Linked DNA regions of Mus musculus: regions 1, 2, 3, 4 and 6 are each linked to region 5. Evidence: chromatin contacts called from public HiChIP or PLAC-seq and promoter capture Hi-C data. All regions are on one chromosome and are shown on one strand. Each heading gives the region's core, a stretch centred on a gene start, on an enhancer-like site or on the middle of the called end of the contact. The rest is flanking DNA. Distances are from core to core; before and after follow the strand shown. Region 1 overlaps Gm32168 (predicted gene, 32168). Region 2 overlaps Gm19859 (a long non-coding RNA gene). Region 3 holds the start of Them6 (thioesterase superfamily member 6). Region 4 overlaps Adgrb1 (adhesion G protein-coupled receptor B1). Region 5 holds the start of Mroh5 (maestro heat-like repeat family member 5). Region 6 holds the start of Arc (activity regulated cytoskeletal-associated protein).

Region 1 (3,163 bases), core at 253-2,752, 630 kb before region 5:
CATATCTTTTGTCCGGGCTACTGGTGGAGTATGGCACCAGGGCTCTGGTACTGGTCAGACTTTCCCTCCTGCCTCCCGTGGATTGGCCTTGTTATGAGCCTCCCATGGACTGCCGAGCTGGCCTCCTGTCCCATTGTCTCCCTGTCCTAGCATTTCCCTTGTGAAGCTTCGGGAGCAGGCTGCCTGCGTCTGCTGAGAAGGCTCTGGCTTTGAGCCCATGTTGCTGTGGGCCATAGCCGTGGTCAGGGTTGGCCCAGTTCTCTCTCCATCCTGGCTGCTCAGCCTGGCACCTGGTTGGGACCTCCTCTGAGCCTCATGCAGAGGGCACACTGCCTCTCTCAGGAGTCCCACTCCAGACATTGAGAGTGGCTTTGGGCATCCGCAAGTACACAGCCACCTTCCCGTTAGGCCATATCTTCCCAAGTTGAACCTGTGCCCAGCTTTGCTGACCTCCGTGGGGATCTGGATCTGGCACAGTCAGGCAGTTTTTCTGGCCTTGCAGGCTTCTAGCTCCATGGCTGTGGCTGCTCCCAGATGTAGCCAAAGCCTGACTAGTGCCAGTATAGCTTGGCGGGAGCAGGATCTGGGTCCAGATTCCATCTTGGCCTCTCACCAGCTAGACAGCCTAGGTCAGGCTTGGACCTCTGTGAGGCTGTCTGTAGGCTGGGATGTGGTGACATAGATTCTCCATCCACTCAGGCCTGAGGTTTGTGTATGCGTAGTGGTGTAGGCATACAGCCCACTGGCTGAGTTGTCTCATGGTAGGCTGGGCCACCTGCTTGAAGGAGGTTTTCCCTATGAGTGGGATGCGCCTAAGGGAATGAGGGCCACACTTTCCTCTTCCCCTGTGATCTTTTCACCCAGGCCCTCTTGTTTGCCCGCTGCGCTAGTGGCGCTCTCTGCCTGTTCCTTTGTGACATAGACGCTGTACTTCTCTTTAACTGCCATCTTAGGGAGGAGGGACTGATTGCTGGAACAGTTGTCTGGCCTCTTGTGGGGCTCCTGCAGGTAGGAGGAAGGGAGGCTGTGGTGAAGACAGCCTCAGCAGGTGGAGTTGGGGAAAGGGGTGCCCACGGCTGGCATTTTGACCGCCCTTTCATGATGGTAGTGATCCAGCTTCTCTGCTGCTGATTCTAGGCATCATTCTGCAAGGTGCCCGGGGGTGCCTGGCTGCATTCTGTTTGACGCAGAGTTGAAGTTGCTATAACAACACTGATTCATGTAATTGTACATCCCTCATCAGGGCCCTTCTCTGGCTCTCAGTTGCACATACAGGCACATATACTTATACATGCACATGATCAGGAGATAGTAAAGGACCAGAGGCTGTGTATGGGTAACACTGTGCCTCAGGGCACGTGGCCTTTGTTTGAGGGGGTATTAGGTACCAGAGGAATAGGAAATGGTCTGCTTCCCAAGTGGAAAACTCCATACCTAAGAGGGAGTGCTGGTGTGAGCCATGCTCTGACTCAGTGTCTCCTGGGTACAGCATGAGCATCAGTCACCAGGATGTCGGCTGACCTTAGGCTGGGCCCCGAACAGCTCTGGTTGCATTAGAGCGTTCAAGATTCTGCTGCTTGGATGTGAGGCAAAGCCAGGTCCTAGAGGCTGGCTGGGCTTGTACATGTCTACATGCGTCCATGTGTGTGTGTGTGTGTGTGTGTGTGTGTGTGTGTGTGTGTGTGTGTGTGTTTGTACATGTATATTGGTATGAAATTGGAAAGGAAGCACACTGGAAAGTTTTGATATATTTTTACCCTTTGTTCTAAAAAGAGAGGGCTTGGAAAGAACTAAATTGGCGAACTGCTTGCTCTGCAAACATGAGGACCTGAGTTAGATCCCCACAACCTGTGTGAAAACAAGCTGGGTGTGGCAGTGGGCATCTGTAATTCAAGAGCGGTGGAGGCAGAGATGGGAGGAACTGCTAGGCTTGCTGGCTAGTCATCGTAGCCTTCCCGATGAGCTCCAGGCCAGAAAGACCCTGTCTCAACAACAGCGACAACAGCAACAGCAACAACAGCAACAGCAACAGCAACAGCAACAGCAACAGCAACAGCAACAGCAACAGCAACAGCAACAAGACAGGTGAATTCTGAGGAATAACACTCCAGGTTCTCCTCTGGCCTCTACATACATGTACACATACATGCATGTTCACCCATACACAGATTGTATGCACATGCCTTCATGTGCACACACCCCTCTATACACTAAAAATGGAGGGTTTCATTACAGTTCCTCCCAAGTAGAACTTCTTCCTTATAGAACGCTCATAAGTGAGGGAGGACTACCCATGTTTTCATTTCCTGTAGGCAGTCACTCATACTCTTCTCTAGAACTTTCTTTTTTAGTCTTTCTGTTTTTCCTTGTGTGTGTCTGCTCTGCAGCTTGCTGTTTCTCTGTGAGGTAAGGCAGGGCCTTTTTGGGTATGGACGGCTGGCAGAGATAGCCCTGGGCAGAATGAGAACCTGTGAGATGGCCACCTTCTGAAGTGGGGCTAGCCTGGGGTGGGAGAGTGGAAAGACTTAGTCTGGAGACACGTAGAGCAGGATCTAGACTTCTGATTGTATTGGTGTCTGGATTGAGGCACATGCACTAAGGTTGTCTTCTTACTAGCTTCTGGAACAGTTCTTAGTGGCACGAGTCTCTGTGATGCTTCCTGTAAAGCCCAGACGCCCATAAGCATCCTTGAGAATTTCACCTCTACCCTCACACCCCATTGTGTGACATCTGTGACTGCAGCTTTCATTTTCTGAATAGTCTGCTTGAGAGCCAGGCTGGGCCACACTGCTGATGTCCTGGGGCTTTGGGCCTGTTGATTCATCTCTATACCTCATTTTCCATAGCTCTGTGAAAGCATCTCATCTGTAGAGCTTGTGGGAGTATGTTAGTGTGTGCTAGTATGTTTGCGCTTCTGAGTGTTAGGAGGGACACTTGGTATCATGTAAGTGTGCCACAAAGGCTGGAAGGTGGGGTACCTTCTCTTGTCATCTTCCGTGTGTTCCCTGTGATCTAGAAACTTCCAGTGTATAGCAGACAGGAGTAGGTTCATGGACCACTGAGTTTCCTCCCTACTGGACAGTGGCACAGGGGCTGCTTAAACCTTGCAGGGCAGAAGTGGGTAGCCCCTCCTCTCCCAAAGGCCACACCATTCTGTCTGGGG
Region 2 (2,750 bases), core at 239-2,738, 540 kb before region 5:
CACAATGAAGAGTTGCCATGGTTATGATGTCTCTTAACTGGCAATGACATTTGCTTTTGCTGTCTGTGCCTTTGAAACATTTCCTCTACTTGTACCACTGTCCTGGACCATTATCCAACCCTCCTGTGGTTTTGTTTTTGAGACTGAGACCCATGTAGCCGAGGCTGTCCTAGAACTTGAGAGTAGTCAAGGCTAGCCTTAAAGTCCAGAACTTCCTGCCACCATTTCCCAAGTGCTCAGAGAAGAGATGTAAGACACTACACTTGGCTCTCTAGCTCTCTGGTGTTCTCTCTCTCTCTCTCTCTCTCTCTCTCTCTCTCTCTCTCTCTCTCTCTCATATTTTCTTTCTGTAGCTTCATAATTTTAAGTTGTGCTATTAAGTCTATAGGCCATTTTGAATTGATTTTTGTGAAAATTTTATACATGTATATAATGTCTTCTTTTCATTCACCCTTGTTGCCTTCTCTTCTCCTCTCACTCTTGATGAAGCCCCCTTCTTCCCAGCTAGCCCCCTTTTATTCCATCATGTCTTTACACACATACAGAATGGGGGGAGGCACAGAAGCAGAGAGACAAAGAGACAGAGAGAGACTGATAGACACAAATACACACAGAGTTTAATACAGAAAGAGACAGAGACAGAGAGACAGAGATAGAGTCATGGAGACAGAGAAAGGGGGACAGAGAGAGATAGATAAATGTAGAGACCAAGAGACAGATAGATGTAAAGACAGAAAGAGACAATAAACTGAGCAGACACACATGGAGAGATACACACGCATGAGAGAGAACAACAGAATGAGGCAGAGAATTTGGCATTTCATTTTATTCTTCAGGTTGTGAATAGTGATGTTCCCCAACAGAGACTACACAGCTCCACTAAATAGCCATAACATCTTTGTCAAAGGCCAGTTTGTGGTATGTGTATAGGATTAGGTCTGAAGTTTCTGTTCTTTGCCATAGTTCTGCATGTTGCCTACTACGTTGCCATTATGAATTGATTATTATAGCTTTGTCTGTGGTACATATGTGTACCATGTGTCAGCAGTGCCATCAGAAACCAGAAGAGGGTGTTGGATCTCCAGATACTGGGAGTTACAGATGCTTGTGAGCCACCCTATGGGTGCTGGGAATTGAACTCAGGTCCTTTGCAAGAGCAGTCAGTGCTTTTGACCTCTGAGCTATCTCTCCAGTACTACTTTACTTTTTAAAGGCAGTATCGTACTGGACATGGAGTGCATCAATTTGGCTAGCTAAGCCCGTTGGCCAGAGGACCCCAGGGCTTCTCCTGTCTCCACTCCTGCCAGTACTGGTTACAGAGGCACAAAACTTGGCATTTTTGTTTCTCTGGTTTTGTTTTAATGTAATATTGGGGATCTGAACTCAAGTCTTGCTGAGTGTACAGCACTCATTTAACTGACAGAGCCAACTCTCTAGCCCCTGTTTTTCTTGTTGAGCTGGTTTTGAAAAGGTATGTGTCTTAGGCAAGCCCATTGTGTCTAGTATCCAATCACAGCATGTAAGTGGTCTGTTCTTTCTGGGACTCACTAGGGATCCTGTTTACGTATCCACTTATGTCTTTCTGCTCTGCTTTCCCCACACTTTGTCTTTTCTGTATTTCTAAGGATTCATCTTGGGCTTTTGCTTCATTTCATGTTTGATTTTATTGTTGGTCCTCTCAACTCTGAGTCTCTTTCCATCTTTGGGTGTGTCCTTTAGAGTTAGCCTCTGATTTCTAAAGTTGGCTGCTTAGCACATGGACTTTATTTCTTTTTGGTGGGGAAAGGTTGTGAGACAGAGTCTCATGGGCCCCAAGCCATCATCACACTCAGGATGTAGCTGAGGATGACCTTGAACTCCTGACCCTCCTGCTTACCCCTCCGAAGCGTCGGGATGACATGTGTGCACCACCACACCTGACTCAAGCCTTGCAGTTGTCTAGAAAATAACTGTGCTCGGAACCTCGCCTCCAAAAGCCCCTTTTTCATTGTGTCTTTCAGGTTGTGAAAATACACAGTATTTTCATTATTTCTCAGTGTTAAAATGTAATTATCTATCATGATTTTCTCTGATCTATTTTAATTAAGAAGTAAATTGTGAAATTTCTAATTGCAGGGTGGGGTTTTAATTTATTCTTTTCTTCATCACTTTCTAAAAGATTCATTTTGTTCAGAGAATTTCTTTGCTGTGATAAGGATTTTTTGAAACTGTAAGACTTGCCTTATGGCCTAGAACTTTCCATTTCTGTAAATGTTCCCTGTGTACTTGAGAGAAACATATATTCCTTTATGGCTTCATGGAAAGCATTGGTATGCATTAAATCCTGCCTCTTAGCGTTTTGTTCTCATCCCTTCTCTGCCCTTGTTTGGCCTGACACAAATGGAGAGTGGGTTTGAAAATCTCTTCCTGCAGCTCTGTGACTGTATGCTTTATATATTTTATAGCACTTTTATAGGTTGTCTACAAGCTGAGCACTGTTGAGGATAGTCCTTTCCTGTCCTACATGATGCCATTGTTCCAAAGTCCCTCTTGCCTGTTGCTAATGGGATTATCCCAGGTTTCTTCTGATTAATGCTCTCTGTTCTTTCATTTTAAGATGTTAAGGTGTCTTTCTGACTTCAATATGTCTCCTGTAAACTGCTGAATTATAAAAGTCAGATGCTTGGCAAGTTCAATCTACTATTGATTTATTGGGGCTGGCTTTCCTTCAGTTTGTTAATCTGAAATCTACTATATTTTTTTTATCATTG
Region 3 (3,058 bases), core at 208-2,707, 880 kb before region 5:
CAGTCCCCTCACCCCTTACAGGCACTTTATCAACCAGTACCAAACAGCCCATGGGAACTCATGACTAGATAAAGAGAGAAAGCGAGGGAGAGCCTTCTCTGCCACCAATTGCTGGGAGGACTTCTCGAGCCCGTGTTTCCCTTCAGATATAGCCCCTCAGCACTGATGTAAGGTCATTCCTATACTCTAAGAGGAGGCACTTGTCCAAGACAGGCGGGAACAATAGGGTGGGGCATGCCCTGGTACTCTTCAGGAGCCTGCCTTGGCAACCATCACTACTCTGGCTGTCTCCAAGGTCACAGTTGCTATACTGCAGTAGCTAGCTCTGCCACCGTGCTAGAGGAGTGGACCCTGGGGAGGGGCCTTGTGTCCCAGCAGGCACAGGGTTCTCCTCCTTCCAACCTTGGAAAGACTCAAGGCTTGTGGTCCCCTGGGGTCAATCCAACCCCCAGTCCTCTCTGCTGCAAGCTGCGCCAAAGAGGGCCTCGAGTCCACTAGAATTCCCAGCAACTGCTTCTAACTGACATCCTTTTATCCCATACTCAAAACCAAAGACCACAGAGGGTGACTCAGCACTGTAGAACACACAGAACTAGGACTCAGACTCCTAGCTGAGATACCTACTCTGAGCATCTCAGTTCTAGAAGAGAGGGAGAGAGGAGAAACTCTGTGCTTGGGAGTAAATTCAAAACTGGCTAGGCCTGAACGGAAAAGCCTTGGTTCATAGATGATGGGGACCCCAAGAAGGGCAACTCCTTGGACACAGAGGAAACGTGCAAAAGTGTTCCGACATTGGAACAGTCCCAGAACTTCAAAGGGGTTTTTCTCGCGGGAGAGGGCTGAGAGCCAAACAGGGCCGGGGCATCGGGGTGGGGCTGCTCACCCTCCGTTTGCACAAGTGCTGTACTACTCGATCCGGCGAGGTGCCCAGCACGTGCTGTCGGAAACGCAGCAAGGCGCACACGAAACCATCGCGAAGGCTGACAAAACGCGCCTCCAGGTAGAAGGCGCGGTCGTCCCAGCCTTGCAGTCGCGTGTGTACCTCGAACGGCTCAAACAGGCGCAGCGAGCGGCGATAGCGCGCGCACGAGGCGGCCAGCACCGTGTGCGCGTTCAGGTCGCGCAGCGCCCCCAGCACACCGCAGCGGGTCAGGTGCGCAGCGCGCGCCACATCCGCCTCGCGCAGGTAGCGCGCGTTGTTCATGTGTAGCAGCAGGTCCAGGTCCGATGGCAGCACCCGGCCGGCATACCGCTGCTCCGCCAATAAGTCGCGGACCCGCGGCTGCAGCAAGCGTGCGCGCAGAACAGCACACGGCACGCGCACCAGGTACCAGCCGTCCAGCAGCGCAAAGAAGGCGAGCGCCAGGGATAACGACGCCACCAACAGCTCCAGCATCTTGGCAGCGGGCACCTGGTGTCCAGGAGCCCGCTGCGCAGGTTGCCTGCTGCCGGCCGGCCCTGAAGCCTGGGAGCTCCGAGGACTGGAGCGCACCAACTCTTCCAGCAGTCCGAGGGGGAGTACTCCAGAGGCAGCGGCGCCGTGAGCTGGAGTAGCTCGCACAGATACTGGTTCCCCCCTGCGCGCGTCCTCGATGGCCTAGTCTGGGTCCTCTGCGTTAGCGGCTTTCGCTTTTCTCGGGGCGGGGCGGGTCACGGCGGGACGCTCCGAGCAGTACAGCGCCACCTGGCTACGGCGCTCGGCCCTGCAGGTGCAAGAGTGACAAGGAAGCCTGCTCCCGCTAGTGATCCAGTCAGTAGCTCAGATGAGCATAGCCAAAGAATTCCAGAACTTCTGCGGAGCAGCTGGGGAACTTTGCCAGGAAAACAAACAATGCATCTCCAAGGATGCTGAGAGCCTATCCAGACATCCCATTTCTGCACGGCCCCTGGGACGTTCATGGTCTTCCGGGTGTCTTTCAGTCTCAGTCTGCATGCACGTTACTTGTCCCCGCCCGCCAAAAATCTTGATTATCCCAAGTACACCCCAATAATTCCTACCCTTTATCTCTTTTAATGCAAGATGGAGGAGAGGTGGGGCATGGAGAGGGGTGTGATGAATGTAAATGACATTATCAACCGGGCTAAAGGTGCAGACCGTGGTTTGTGGAATGTCAGTCCCTTTTCTTTGGCATAGGGGTAGGTCCCAAGGTCAGGCTGTCTCTCCTCTCCAGGACTCTGTAACAATCCTGTATGCAAGTGACTGGTAGGGAGCCCAGGGATGGATGGGCTGATGGCCTTCCAGATACCCTGGTCAGCATCACTCCACTGTCCCATGCTGAGCTGGGTGGGTCCGCTGTAGTCACTGACCAGAGCACAGGTCTTTTTCAGTTTTACTTCTGAAGCTAGGAGCTTTGGCAAAGCGAGTGCCTGGGGTCTCTGGAGAGACAAGGAATTCACTGCCTATTAGGGTAGCTTCAAAGGACCGGAAGAAGAACCTTCCCCGCATACTGGTTACACTTACAACACCCACTTTGTCCTGGTCTGTACTCTAGCTTGGGGAGGGACAGATCCTCAGAAGGAAGAGACTAAGTAAGGCTCTCTAAGTTCATTGCTCAGATAATGGGTTTTCTGTCACCTACTGTCCACCCTGTCTCTTGCCTCCAGGGGAGAGATCTGCCCACTGGTAGCCAGGCCTTTGAAACAGGAAAGAATGTGAATGAGCACCCACCTCCAGGCTCCCCTCTGTTCCTGTCACCATCCTTCATTCCCAGCCTTTCTGTTGGCTGCTCTCGTCACTTCTACACACTGTCCACTTTGCTCTCATTTTCCTCTCCTGTACCCCAGCCTGTGTCACATTGCCAGAGTCCTCTCCCAGGGACCTGAGCACACCTCGCTGAAGGTTCACGTGTATATAATGCATGTCTATCTCATAGCCGAACCCTGACTGCCTGGTCTGGTTGTTCTAACCGACCACGGTGTCTGCAGAAGGCAATACCGTGCCAAGGATTGCTCAATATGCCTCTTCCCCTGCCAGCACTGGATGAATAGGAATGCTGGATGCAGAAACTTTGCTCAGGGACCTTTGGCTCTTTGAGGGCTCCTGTGTTTGCCCTCGAGG
Region 4 (3,149 bases), core at 262-2,761, 720 kb before region 5:
AGATTCCATGACTATCAAAGAGTTTGGTATCAAAGAGTTTGGTAGCAGCTACTGAGGTCCCTCTGGTTCTGAGTGTCCATGAGACCCCAGCTGACAATGTATGCCCTCCTCACTTTCAGAGAATAAGAGGGTGGCCAAGCATCTACATGGAGTTTGGGCTCTCAGAGAGCCAATATCTGTCTGCCCACATCCAGGAGAGCCAAGTCCTCTCCCCAGAGTCCTTCATTCCAACCCTGGGGCCTCTTCCACAAGAGTGCTGGGCTGGGCTGGGTGCCAGGTCTCAGACCCTGTCTCTTTCCCTTCCTGGGCCAGTCTGGCCCAAGAACTCTGCAGCTCCAGTCCCTACCCCCACTCTCCTGGCCTTCATGAGGCTGTAGGGACAGGAAAGCCCACCAGTTTAGAGGGCTGGGCCAGCACCCAGAGCCCCAGGCAGCAAGCTGGCCTGAGATGCTGTCACCATAGAAACCAGCAGCCCCCACAAGAATCACAGGAACAAAAAAAGGAGGCCCCTGAGACCATGGGGCCTGTCTAGGGACTTGGGCCAGGCCCAGCAGCCTCAGCCACCCCCAGAACCCTGCCTGGGGACACAGCCACCTCCGCAGCCCAGGCTCCACTGGGGCGGGGGCAGGCAGAAGCGCTGTGCGAAGGAGCTCCTCTTCTCGGTTCTCTGCAAGCAAAGCGAAGGGGTCCACAGGCCTGCTTCCCAGCCCCAGTTGTAAGGTCTCCAAGGCCCAAGGCCTCCAAGGAGAGTGGAGACAGGACCCACCTGACAGTCACTTCCTGAGGGTCTCTAAACTCCACACTGCCACCCACCAGGCTCCCACTCACCATCTCCAGGACTTCAACGGGACACTGTGGCTGCCAGGCGCTGAGACCCCTGGGGGGAGCCGGGCCTGGCCCTGAGCCTCCCGCCCGCCCGCGCTCATGTCCCCGCCCGCGTCCCGCGCCCCGAGCCCCCCGCCGCCCGGGTCTCACCGCGTCGGCGCTGAGCTGGGCTAAGATGGCGAAGGTGGAGAGCCGGTCACACAGGCAGCGCGTCCGGAGGGCATCGAGGGGCACCGTGCGGCAGCCGCGCCACGACCAGGGCCCGAGCTGCGGGGGGGCGGAGGAGGAGGGTCTGCGGGCGGCGGGACGGGAGACAGCGTCAGCGGCGGCGCGCGGGCTCCGCGCCCGCCCGGCCCGGCCCGGCCCGCACCTGCGCCCGCCGCGCGACCGCCCCGCCGCCAGGACCCGCCGCCCCGGCGCCCATGGCCGCGCTCTGCACCGCCCGCCGCGCGCTGGAGACGCGGAGCGCGGCCCGCGGGAGCGCGAGCCGCGGGAGCGGCGGGAGGGAGGCGGGAGCTGGCCCGGGGCCCGGCCGCCCCGCCCGCCAGCTTGCCCGGCCGCGAGCCCGCGCGAGCCCGAGGCCCTGGCGCGGGGGCGCGCGAGGGGCCGTCCCGGAGTACCCCAGCCTCACAGCCCGGGGCTCTTCGGAGCTGGTGACCTTGGGATGGCTCCATCCCGCGCGGCCGCGCGGCTGCATCCTCCAGGACCGGCCGCCAGGGTATCTGCGGCTCCAAGTACGGGACTAGCACAGCCCTCCCTGCAGGGAGCTGGCCAGCTGCTGGAAACTTCCCTCTGCGCGCTGACCCTGGCCCCTCCTGCTGCCTCCAGGCCTCCGCTGGCCCCATTTCAGTTAAGCAAAGTGCTAGTTAGCTATGTTCTGGATGCACCAGGATCTGAAGGATTCCAGCAAACACCCCCTCCTTCTTTTTCTACCCCCACCAACCCCCCGGGGCCTACCAGGCAGGTCTCTAAACAGAAAGTTGCCAGCTTCCATCTTTCACCCTCTGGCCCTGGGGTTGAGCTTGCCCTACAGGAAGTGCCAGGGGCCACCTTTTTGGAACTCAGTCCCAGAAGCACCCCCCAGGATTTGGGCTAACAAGAGTTGCAGGTGGGAGTGGTCTCTTGAACCCAAGGCCAGGAAGGCTTTACCCTTTCCCAGCCCAAGGCTTTGGGAGGCCAGCCAGATGTCCTCTCTATGTACCCAGGAAGCCTTTAGGCTGTAGCTTCCATTCCTAGCCAGAACGATGGCCTGAGGCCTTTTCCAGGCCCCCTCCGCAGTGCCAGCAAAGACTATAAAATCCACAGACAGGAATGGGCCTGCCTATCTACACCTGCGGTGGGTTTTCTTTGTCTGGTTGCTTTCTCTGGTGGCATTAGACAACTTCCCTGGGCACAGCCCTGACTAACACATAGCCCTGACTGCACATATATACTAAGAACGAAAAGACTAGCCAGATATCTGGATTTCCACAACACTTCTGCTGCATCCTACCTGCAGGAGCACAGTTACTTTTACCCCCTTGCCTCAGTTTCCTTGTCTCTAAAGAGAGGAGGGACTCCCAACACAGCGCAGCGCTGCACAACTCAGTGCCTGACTGGAATGCATGCTGGCAGCCAACAGCAGCCTCAGCTGTCAGGAGTCTAAGCCTTCCCTTAATTTCCAGTGACTCCTTTCTTCCTTCCCCCTCTTCTCAACAACCCAGTGAGTCAGGCCCAGGGAGGTAGGACTTGCAGCATCTGCATCTCCCTCTCGGTCCCTCTGCCCCTCAGAAAGAATTACTCCAGAGAAGCCTGACAGGTTATGGGCTAGCCTAGGGGTTGTAGCGCTGCTCTGGGCTTTGTGGGTTCCTCTCCATCCCCTATGCTGGTTAGCTCACTCTGAGATGCAGTGCACACCAAACTACAAGGCTCCCAGCCCATGAATGCCAGGATTTGAGGCCCAAGGTTCTACCTGAGGGCCCTCTTTGTCCACAGCGAGAGCAGGAATACAGAGTAGATAGAGGAAAAGGAAAGGTCCTCCAATGCAGAGTTTTAGCCCTCAGGAAAGCCTCTGAACCTTGAGACCCTGTCCCATCAGCACTTTGCCAGTCCCCAAAGGGCAGCCGCAGTATCAACTCCAGGGAACCGAGACAACCACTACTCAAGTACCAGCCTGTTACCCTGCACAGCCATCACTATATAGCTGGTTATAGCCCAGGACAAACATATATTATCCCCACCAGAGAAGACTTCAGATCCTATTGGGAGGGACCTAGGGTACAAAGAGAACAGGAAAGGAATTGTGGGCTCTCCCCCCCAAAGCCCCTTGCTCTGAACAGGACCCC
Region 5 (2,756 bases), core at 194-2,693:
CCTGCTCCTGCTCCTGCTCCTGCTCCTGCTCTGCTCCTGCTGCTCCTCCTGCTCCTGCTCCTCCTGCTCCTCCTGCTCCTGCTCCTGCTCCTCCTCTTCCTCCTGCTCCTGCTCCTGCTCCTCCTGCTCCTCCTCCTGCTCCTCCTCCTGCTCCTGCTCCTCCTCCTGCTCCTCCTCCTGCTCCTGCTCCTCCTGCTCCTCCTGCTGCTCCTGCTCCTCCTGCTCCTCCTTCTTCTCTTCCTGCTCCTCCTGCTCCTCCTCCTCCTCTCCCTCCTCCTCCTGCTCCTTCTCCTCTTCCCCCTCTTTCTTCCCTCTCCTGTCCCTGCTTCTCCACCACATCCCCTAAAGTGAACATTCCATCTAAGTTGTTCTGCCAAGACTTGGAATTTTTTTTTCCTCCCAGCACTGGGAAATTATAAATAACTCCTGTATTAGAAGAAACAAACAAAAACAGAAGCAAAATCTCAAGTCCAGATGCTCTTGTGTGGAAACGGGCCTCCAGCCCACAGGCTCCTCTACACCAGGAACCCAAAGGTCCCCCACCCCCCAAATCAGGATGGAGCCTGGCCCTTTCACTAAAGGCCACTCAGCCTTACTGCTTGATATCACACGATGTAGAGATGTCACCAGGGCTAGGCAGTCCTTCCTTGCTGCCCACACAGACTTCTGCCTAAAATTTTCGACCTAGATAGGGACAAGCTGGAAGCCCAGGTCACATGTGCCATATTCCAGGAAATCCTCTCGGATTTTCAAGGGAGTAGACAGGATCCTTCTGGGAGGGGACAGAGAAGAAGGCAGGCTGGAGACTGTCAGAACTCCTTCCTGACACTGCCTCTCTCATATTTTCCATGCTTACACTCTACCCTTGTGCATCCCTAGCGACTGTCATAGAAACCTGAGACGCGGTGGCCCTTGGAGTGAGACACAAGGACAGCCAGCATCCAGCTACTCCTTGGAGGCCAAGCAGTCCACACCAGATGAGATCGTGTAACTTCCCATCCTAGAGCTGAGCAAGAATGACAACTGGGGGATGAAGTCCTGACCTCCCACCTTCCCCAGGATCATCTCATCCTCACAGCCTGCCGGAGTCACCTTTTCCACCTGACTCTCAGACTCACTAGGCGGTTGAGAAGGTGCAGGCATCGTGTCCCGCGTCCCCTCCCCGGCTTCCCTGGTTCACGGTACAGGGCGAGGCCAGACGCGGGAACGGGAGAAGCAGAGGCTTTATTCACTGTCACGGGGAAGGGCGCGCCAAGCAGGACGGCCAGCTTCGGGAGGGAAGGCGGCGGCGGCGGGCGCCAGCAGCACCAAGCCGGGTGGCCTGCCAGCGCCGGCGTAGCTCAGCGCCAGGCGCTCCAGGCGCCGCTTGCGCTCGGCCGCCTGCGCCGTGGCGTGCAGGGGTCGCAGCAGCGCTGGGGGAGGCGCGCCGGGGCCGCGCAGCAGGAAGTCGAAGCCCGCGCGGTCCCGCGGGTCGTAGAAGAGCGGCCCGGTGGCCGGGTCCGGGCCTGGCGGCCAGGCGAACGGGAAAGGCAGCGTGAAGTCCTCGGTGAGCACGCGGATAGCGAAGTCGTCCTCTTTGCCCAAAGCGCGGTAGGCGCGCCCGATGCCGCGGAAATGCGCCTCCCAAAGCTGCGCGTCGCCGCCGTAGATGTCGGGGAAGCGCGGTGCGGGGGGTGCAGCCGGTCCTGCGGCGGGCGCGACAGTCAGCGGGGGCTGGGGGGGGGACACGCTTGTCCCCGGCGCGGGGAGGCTGGGGTCATGGAAGGAGAGGCCACTGGGCCAGAAGAAACAGGTGGGGACCACTGGGGAGTGAGAAATGAGCCCCTTCTCAACACCTAAGGGGGACCTGCCTCCATCCCTGACCTCTCTCCTACCTCCTGTCACCTCTCCCTGCAAAGGGGAAGTTGTCCACTGTCCTGAGGAACAGCATCAGCAGGCTGTGAAGGCCTGCAAGGTCCCGAGAGTATGAAAAAGTCAGGCTGCTGGGCAGAAAGTTCAAGATGGGGAGGAAGCGAGTTAGCCAGGAGGCTCAGATAGTAGGATTCACCCAGCAGGTGGCGGCAAGCAGCCGTTAGGGCAGGAGGATCAACAAAATCCAAGCTGACTACTGTGAATATGCAGACTGTGGGCCTGGCCTGGGGTCTTCAGCTTGGTTCCCATGAGGAGGAAGCAAGGGTAAGGAGAGTGGAGCTCTCACGGGGAGATACGGGGTGCAGGGACTTGGCATGGCAGCAGATGCTGGTCCCCTGGATGGGGACCAGTCCCAGTTTCAGGCTAGAAAATATGTGGGCTCCCACAATGCAATTGGGGTCAACATTCCATATTTGCTACAGGCAAAGGTCTAAGGATAGGAAAACCATGCTGTAGGGCTGCAATAAACCCCCACAGTGCCGCACCCATGCCGAGGGGCCTCTGTTACTATTCTTACTTAGTGCACTTACTGAGCACCTGCTGTGTGCAATCAGGCTCTGGACTAGGTACTGCCTGTAGCCATGAGCCAGACAGCAAAGCCTGTTCTTCCACCTCCGTAGATAAACAAATGCCTTCTTGAGTCAGAACCTTGAGCAGGATGAGGGGTGTTATGCCAGGAGGAGAGATGAACTGGAGGTGACCCACCTAGCCCAGTGGGGAGAGCCAGACCTGCAGATGGTTTGAGATGCACAGGCAGGACCTGCAAGGGTCACACCCTCAATCTACAGCTCAGAGGACCAGTGAACCCTGCCCCAATCCCTGCAGCCTATCCTGTCTCCCTGGCT
Region 6 (2,903 bases), core at 197-2,696, 830 kb before region 5:
AACAGAGGAGGGGGCTCTGAGGGATATGAGGTTAGGAGAGTTCTGTAGGTGTGTGAGCAAAAGTGGGGTGGGAGAAGCTGAGATGTGAGTACACGTGGATTACAAGTGGGGGCCACTGGTGTGTGTGTGGAAGGCCATGAGTGGGGGGCATGAGTCCACAGAGAGGGCCGTGAGTGGGGGGCATGAGTCTACATGGAAGGGTGTGAGTGGGCTAAGTGCTGGTTGGTATGAGTGTTCAGTGTGTATGTATGAGTGTGAGAGAGGGGGAGCTGGCAGAGAGGAAAGGGGGTTCTTGCAGGCACCATGTGTCTGTGGGCCCCTGTAGGCTTCTGCTGTGGGCAGTGATATGTCCCCAAGTAACATCAGGAAATGGGAGACCTAGACCTGTGTTTCTGGCTTGGTGTAAGTCAAGAAGGATGCCCTCCCCCACTGCACCACAGCGCTGTTGGCTGTTGCCAGGGAATCGGAAGGGGCCTCCCTCTAGAGGGAATCTCAGCTTCCGGAGCCCCATTCCTTATATGGCATCTTGCTTTCCTCTGCAGGCTCCTTCCCCTCCTTCCTCCTTCTCCCTCCCTCCTTCCTCCGGACTAACCTCTTGGAAGGCTTGAGAAGCTTCTGGTCCAGTTGTGGCTGGGTCCTAGGGACTTCAGGGTTCAGCAATGTTGCCTACACATCTTGATATCCCTATGCCCTACCCCAGTGTCTGTACAGGTTCAAGTGATACATCTGTTTCAGGGCACTGCGGCCCTGTTCAGCCACTGACACACAGACAGGGCCACTCAGTGTCCACAAACCTATGAAGGGGTCCAGAAAAAGCCTTGCCTGAGTGGAGTTCCCGAACAATATTGGACCAGGCTAGGATTTGGACTTATGACTCTTGGGGCAAGGTTGGGCAGGAAGTAGGTGTGTGTGTGTGTGTGTGTGTGTGTGTGTGTGTGTGTGTGTGTCCCGCTAACCAAAGGCAGCTGAGGATAGAAGGGTTTGGAGTGAGAGATTCCTACCAGGCACTTCTGAAGTTGCATACTGTGTGGTCAGGATGGGCAAGAGTCAGGATGGGCGCATCAAAGATTCAGAGGGGTAACGTCCAGCTGCTCCCTAAGAAAAGAGATCATGAGGCCCCAGGGCAAACAGTAGGTAATAACCTGCCTTAGCCTCATCCTCGCTGCCCAGGACTAGGTAGAGGAGAGTGTCTCCGGTCCCCAAAATCCCTCCCGGTGGGAGGCGCGCAGCAGAGCACATTAGTCACTCGGGGCTGTGAAGGGGCGGGTCCTTGAGGGCACCCACGGGAGGGGAGCGAGTAGGCGCGGAAGGCGGGGCCTGCGGCAGGAGAGGGCGCGGGCGGGCTCTGGCGCGGAGCCTGGGCGCCGCCAATGGGAGCCAGGGCTCCACGAGCTGCCGCCCACGGGCCCCGCGCAGCATAAATAGCCGCTGGTGGCGGTTTCGGTGCAGAGCTCAAGCGAGTTCTCCCGCAGCCGCAGTCTCTGGGCCTCTCTAGCTTCAGCGGCGACGAGCCTGCCACACTCGCTAAGCTCCTCCGGCACCGCACACCTGCCACTGCCGCTGCAGCCGCCGGCTCTGCTCCCTTCCGGCTTCTGCCTCAGAGGAGTTCTTAGCCTGTTCGGAGCCGCAGCACCGACGACCAGATGGAGCTGGACCATATGACCACCGGCGGCCTCCACGCCTACCCTGCCCCGCGGGGTGGGCCGGCCGCCAAACCCAATGTGATCCTGCAGATTGGTAAGTGCCGAGCTGAGATGCTGGAACACGTACGGAGGACCCACCGGCATCTGTTGACCGAAGTGTCCAAGCAGGTGGAGCGAGAGCTGAAAGGGTTGCACAGGTCGGTGGGCAAGCTGGAGAACAACTTGGACGGCTACGTGCCCACCGGCGACTCACAGCGCTGGAAGAAGTCCATCAAGGCCTGTCTTTGCCGCTGCCAGGAGACCATCGCCAACCTGGAGCGCTGGGTCAAGCGTGAGATGCACGTGTGGAGGGAGGTCTTCTACCGTCTGGAGAGGTGGGCTGACCGCCTGGAGTCCATGGGCGGCAAATACCCAGTGGGCAGCGAGCCGGCCCGCCACACTGTCTCTGTAGGTGTGGGGGGTCCAGAGCCCTACTGCCAGGAAGCTGATGGCTATGACTATACCGTTAGCCCCTATGCCATCACCCCGCCACCTGCCGCAGGAGAACTGCCTGAACAGGAGTCAGTTGAGGCTCAGCAATATCAGTCTTGGGGGCCAGGTGAGGATGGGCAACCGAGCCCTGGTGTGGATACACAGATCTTCGAGGACCCACGGGAGTTCCTGAGCCACCTGGAAGAGTACCTGCGGCAGGTGGGTGGCTCTGAAGAATATTGGCTGTCCCAGATCCAGAACCACATGAATGGGCCAGCCAAGAAGTGGTGGGAGTTCAAGCAGGGCTCGGTGAAGAACTGGGTGGAGTTCAAGAAGGAGTTTCTGCAATACAGTGAGGGTACACTCTCCCGTGAAGCCATTCAGCGGGAGCTGGAGCTGCCGCAGAAGCAGGGTGAACCACTCGACCAGTTCCTCTGGCGCAAGCGGGACCTGTACCAGACACTGTATGTGGACGCTGAGGAGGAGGAGATCATTCAGTATGTGGTGGGCACCCTGCAGCCCAAACTCAAGCGCTTTCTGCGCCACCCACTCCCCAAGACCCTGGAGCAGCTTATCCAGAGGGGTATGGAAGTGCAGGACGGCCTGGAGCAGGCAGCTGAGCCTTCTGGCACCCCACTGCCCACAGAGGATGAGACGGAGGCACTCACACCTGCTCTTACCAGCGAGTCAGTAGCCAGTGACAGGACCCAGCCTGAATAGAGGGGCCAGCCCAGGGTCCCCAGCCCGCCTGCCACACCCAGCCTGTGGCTTTTGCCAACTAGGACTTGA

The links. Promoter capture Hi-C pulls out the DNA fragments that hold promoters and counts their contacts. HiChIP or PLAC-seq counts read pairs in DNA pulled down with a chosen protein or histone mark.
Region 1: a promoter capture Hi-C map of hippocampal neurons shows a contact between it and region 5, with 4 times the contacts expected there. The contact joins the enhancer-like site here to the promoter of Mroh5 in region 5. A contact is called at or near these places in 15 of 39 promoter capture datasets (3T3-L1-derived adipocytes, the C10 cell line, the HPC-7 cell line and 9 more), 3 of 484 Hi-C or Micro-C datasets (embryonic stem cells and nephron progenitors), 6 of 115 datasets of contacts at active chromatin or transcription factors (embryonic basal ganglia, embryonic forebrain, embryonic hindbrain and 2 more) and 1 of 9 other capture datasets (liver).
Region 2: a promoter capture Hi-C map of embryonic stem cells shows a contact between it and region 5, with 4 times the contacts expected there. The contact joins the enhancer-like site here to the promoter of Mroh5 in region 5. A contact is called at or near these places in 14 of 39 promoter capture datasets (the 3T3-L1 cell line, the C10 cell line, the HPC-7 cell line and 8 more), 5 of 115 datasets of contacts at active chromatin or transcription factors (embryonic basal ganglia, embryonic forebrain and embryonic stem cells) and 2 of 9 other capture datasets (adipose tissue and liver).
Region 3: a contact with region 5 is called in an H3K4me3 HiChIP or PLAC-seq map of embryonic stem cells, with 6 times the contacts expected there. The contact joins the promoter of Them6 here to the promoter of Mroh5 in region 5. A contact is called at or near these places in 10 of 39 promoter capture datasets (the 3T3-L1 cell line, cranial neural crest, embryonic stem cells and 5 more), 2 of 115 datasets of contacts at active chromatin or transcription factors (astrocytes and embryonic stem cells) and 1 of 9 other capture datasets (embryonic stem cells).
Region 4: an H3K4me3 HiChIP or PLAC-seq map of embryonic basal ganglia shows a contact between it and region 5, with 8 times the contacts expected there. The contact joins the enhancer-like site here to the promoter of Mroh5 in region 5. A contact is called at or near these places in 16 of 39 promoter capture datasets (the C10 cell line, the HPC-7 cell line, HPC-7-derived erythroid cells and 9 more), 2 of 484 Hi-C or Micro-C datasets (cerebral cortex and embryonic stem cells), 9 of 115 datasets of contacts at active chromatin or transcription factors (SST interneurons, embryonic basal ganglia, embryonic forebrain and 6 more) and 2 of 9 other capture datasets (adipose tissue and embryonic stem cells).
Region 6: a contact with region 5 is called in an H3K4me3 HiChIP or PLAC-seq map of embryonic basal ganglia, with 6 times the contacts expected there. The contact joins the promoter of Arc here to the promoter of Mroh5 in region 5. A contact is called at or near these places in 3 of 39 promoter capture datasets (cranial neural crest, embryonic stem cells and liver), 1 of 484 Hi-C or Micro-C datasets (cortical neurons) and 4 of 115 datasets of contacts at active chromatin or transcription factors (embryonic basal ganglia, embryonic forebrain, epiblast stem cells and 1 more).

What each region holds. Positions count from the first base shown.
Region 1 is chr15:74,469,975-74,473,137 of GRCm38.p6, reverse strand. The region is part of intron 2 of Gm32168 (predicted gene, 32168); the gene reads left to right. Among named protein-coding and RNA genes, the nearest start is that of Gm32168, 16 kb to the left of the region's middle. Within about 2 kb of position 1,502, at least 25 of the 459 cell types and tissues checked have an H3K27ac peak or open chromatin away from gene starts, as enhancers often do. A contact at or near this core is called in forebrain and hippocampal neurons, where this site is marked.
Region 2 is chr15:74,374,324-74,377,073 of GRCm38.p6, reverse strand. All of the region lies in intron 2 of Gm19859 (a long non-coding RNA gene), which reads left to right. Among named protein-coding and RNA genes, the nearest start is that of Gm19859, 25 kb to the left of the region's middle. Within about 2 kb of position 1,488, at least 2 of the 459 cell types and tissues checked have an H3K27ac peak or open chromatin away from gene starts, as enhancers often do. A contact at or near this core is called in embryonic stem cells, where this site is marked.
Region 3 is chr15:74,719,633-74,722,690 of GRCm38.p6, reverse strand. Them6 (thioesterase superfamily member 6) reads right to left here and starts at 1,457. Exons shown (of 2, transcript NM_198607.1): 1 at 884-1,457. The coding sequence starts at 1,396.
Region 4 is chr15:74,561,928-74,565,076 of GRCm38.p6, reverse strand. It overlaps Adgrb1 (adhesion G protein-coupled receptor B1), which reads right to left. Exons shown (of 31, transcript NM_174991.3): 18 at 976-1,117. Among named protein-coding and RNA genes, the nearest start is that of Adgrb1, 47 kb to the right of the region's middle. Within about 2 kb of position 1,511, at least 130 of the 459 cell types and tissues checked have an H3K27ac peak or open chromatin away from gene starts, as enhancers often do. A contact at or near this core is called in SST interneurons, cerebral cortex, embryonic basal ganglia and 5 more, where this site is marked.
Region 5 is chr15:73,838,358-73,841,113 of GRCm38.p6, reverse strand. It overlaps Mroh5 (maestro heat-like repeat family member 5), which reads left to right and starts at 1,443. Exons shown (of 11, transcript NM_001368162.1): 1 at 1,443-1,546. It overlaps Gm6569 (predicted gene 6569), which reads right to left. Exons shown (of 4, transcript NM_001374241.1): 4 at 1,206-1,685. The coding sequence ends at 1,225.
Region 6 is chr15:74,671,113-74,674,015 of GRCm38.p6, reverse strand. Arc (activity regulated cytoskeletal-associated protein) reads left to right here and starts at 1,446. Exons shown (of 3, transcript NM_018790.3): 1 at 1,446-2,903. The coding sequence starts at 1,644. The coding sequence ends at 2,834. It overlaps Gm32994 (a long non-coding RNA gene), which reads right to left and starts at 1,003. Exons shown (of 5, transcript XR_003951652.1): 1 at 593-1,003.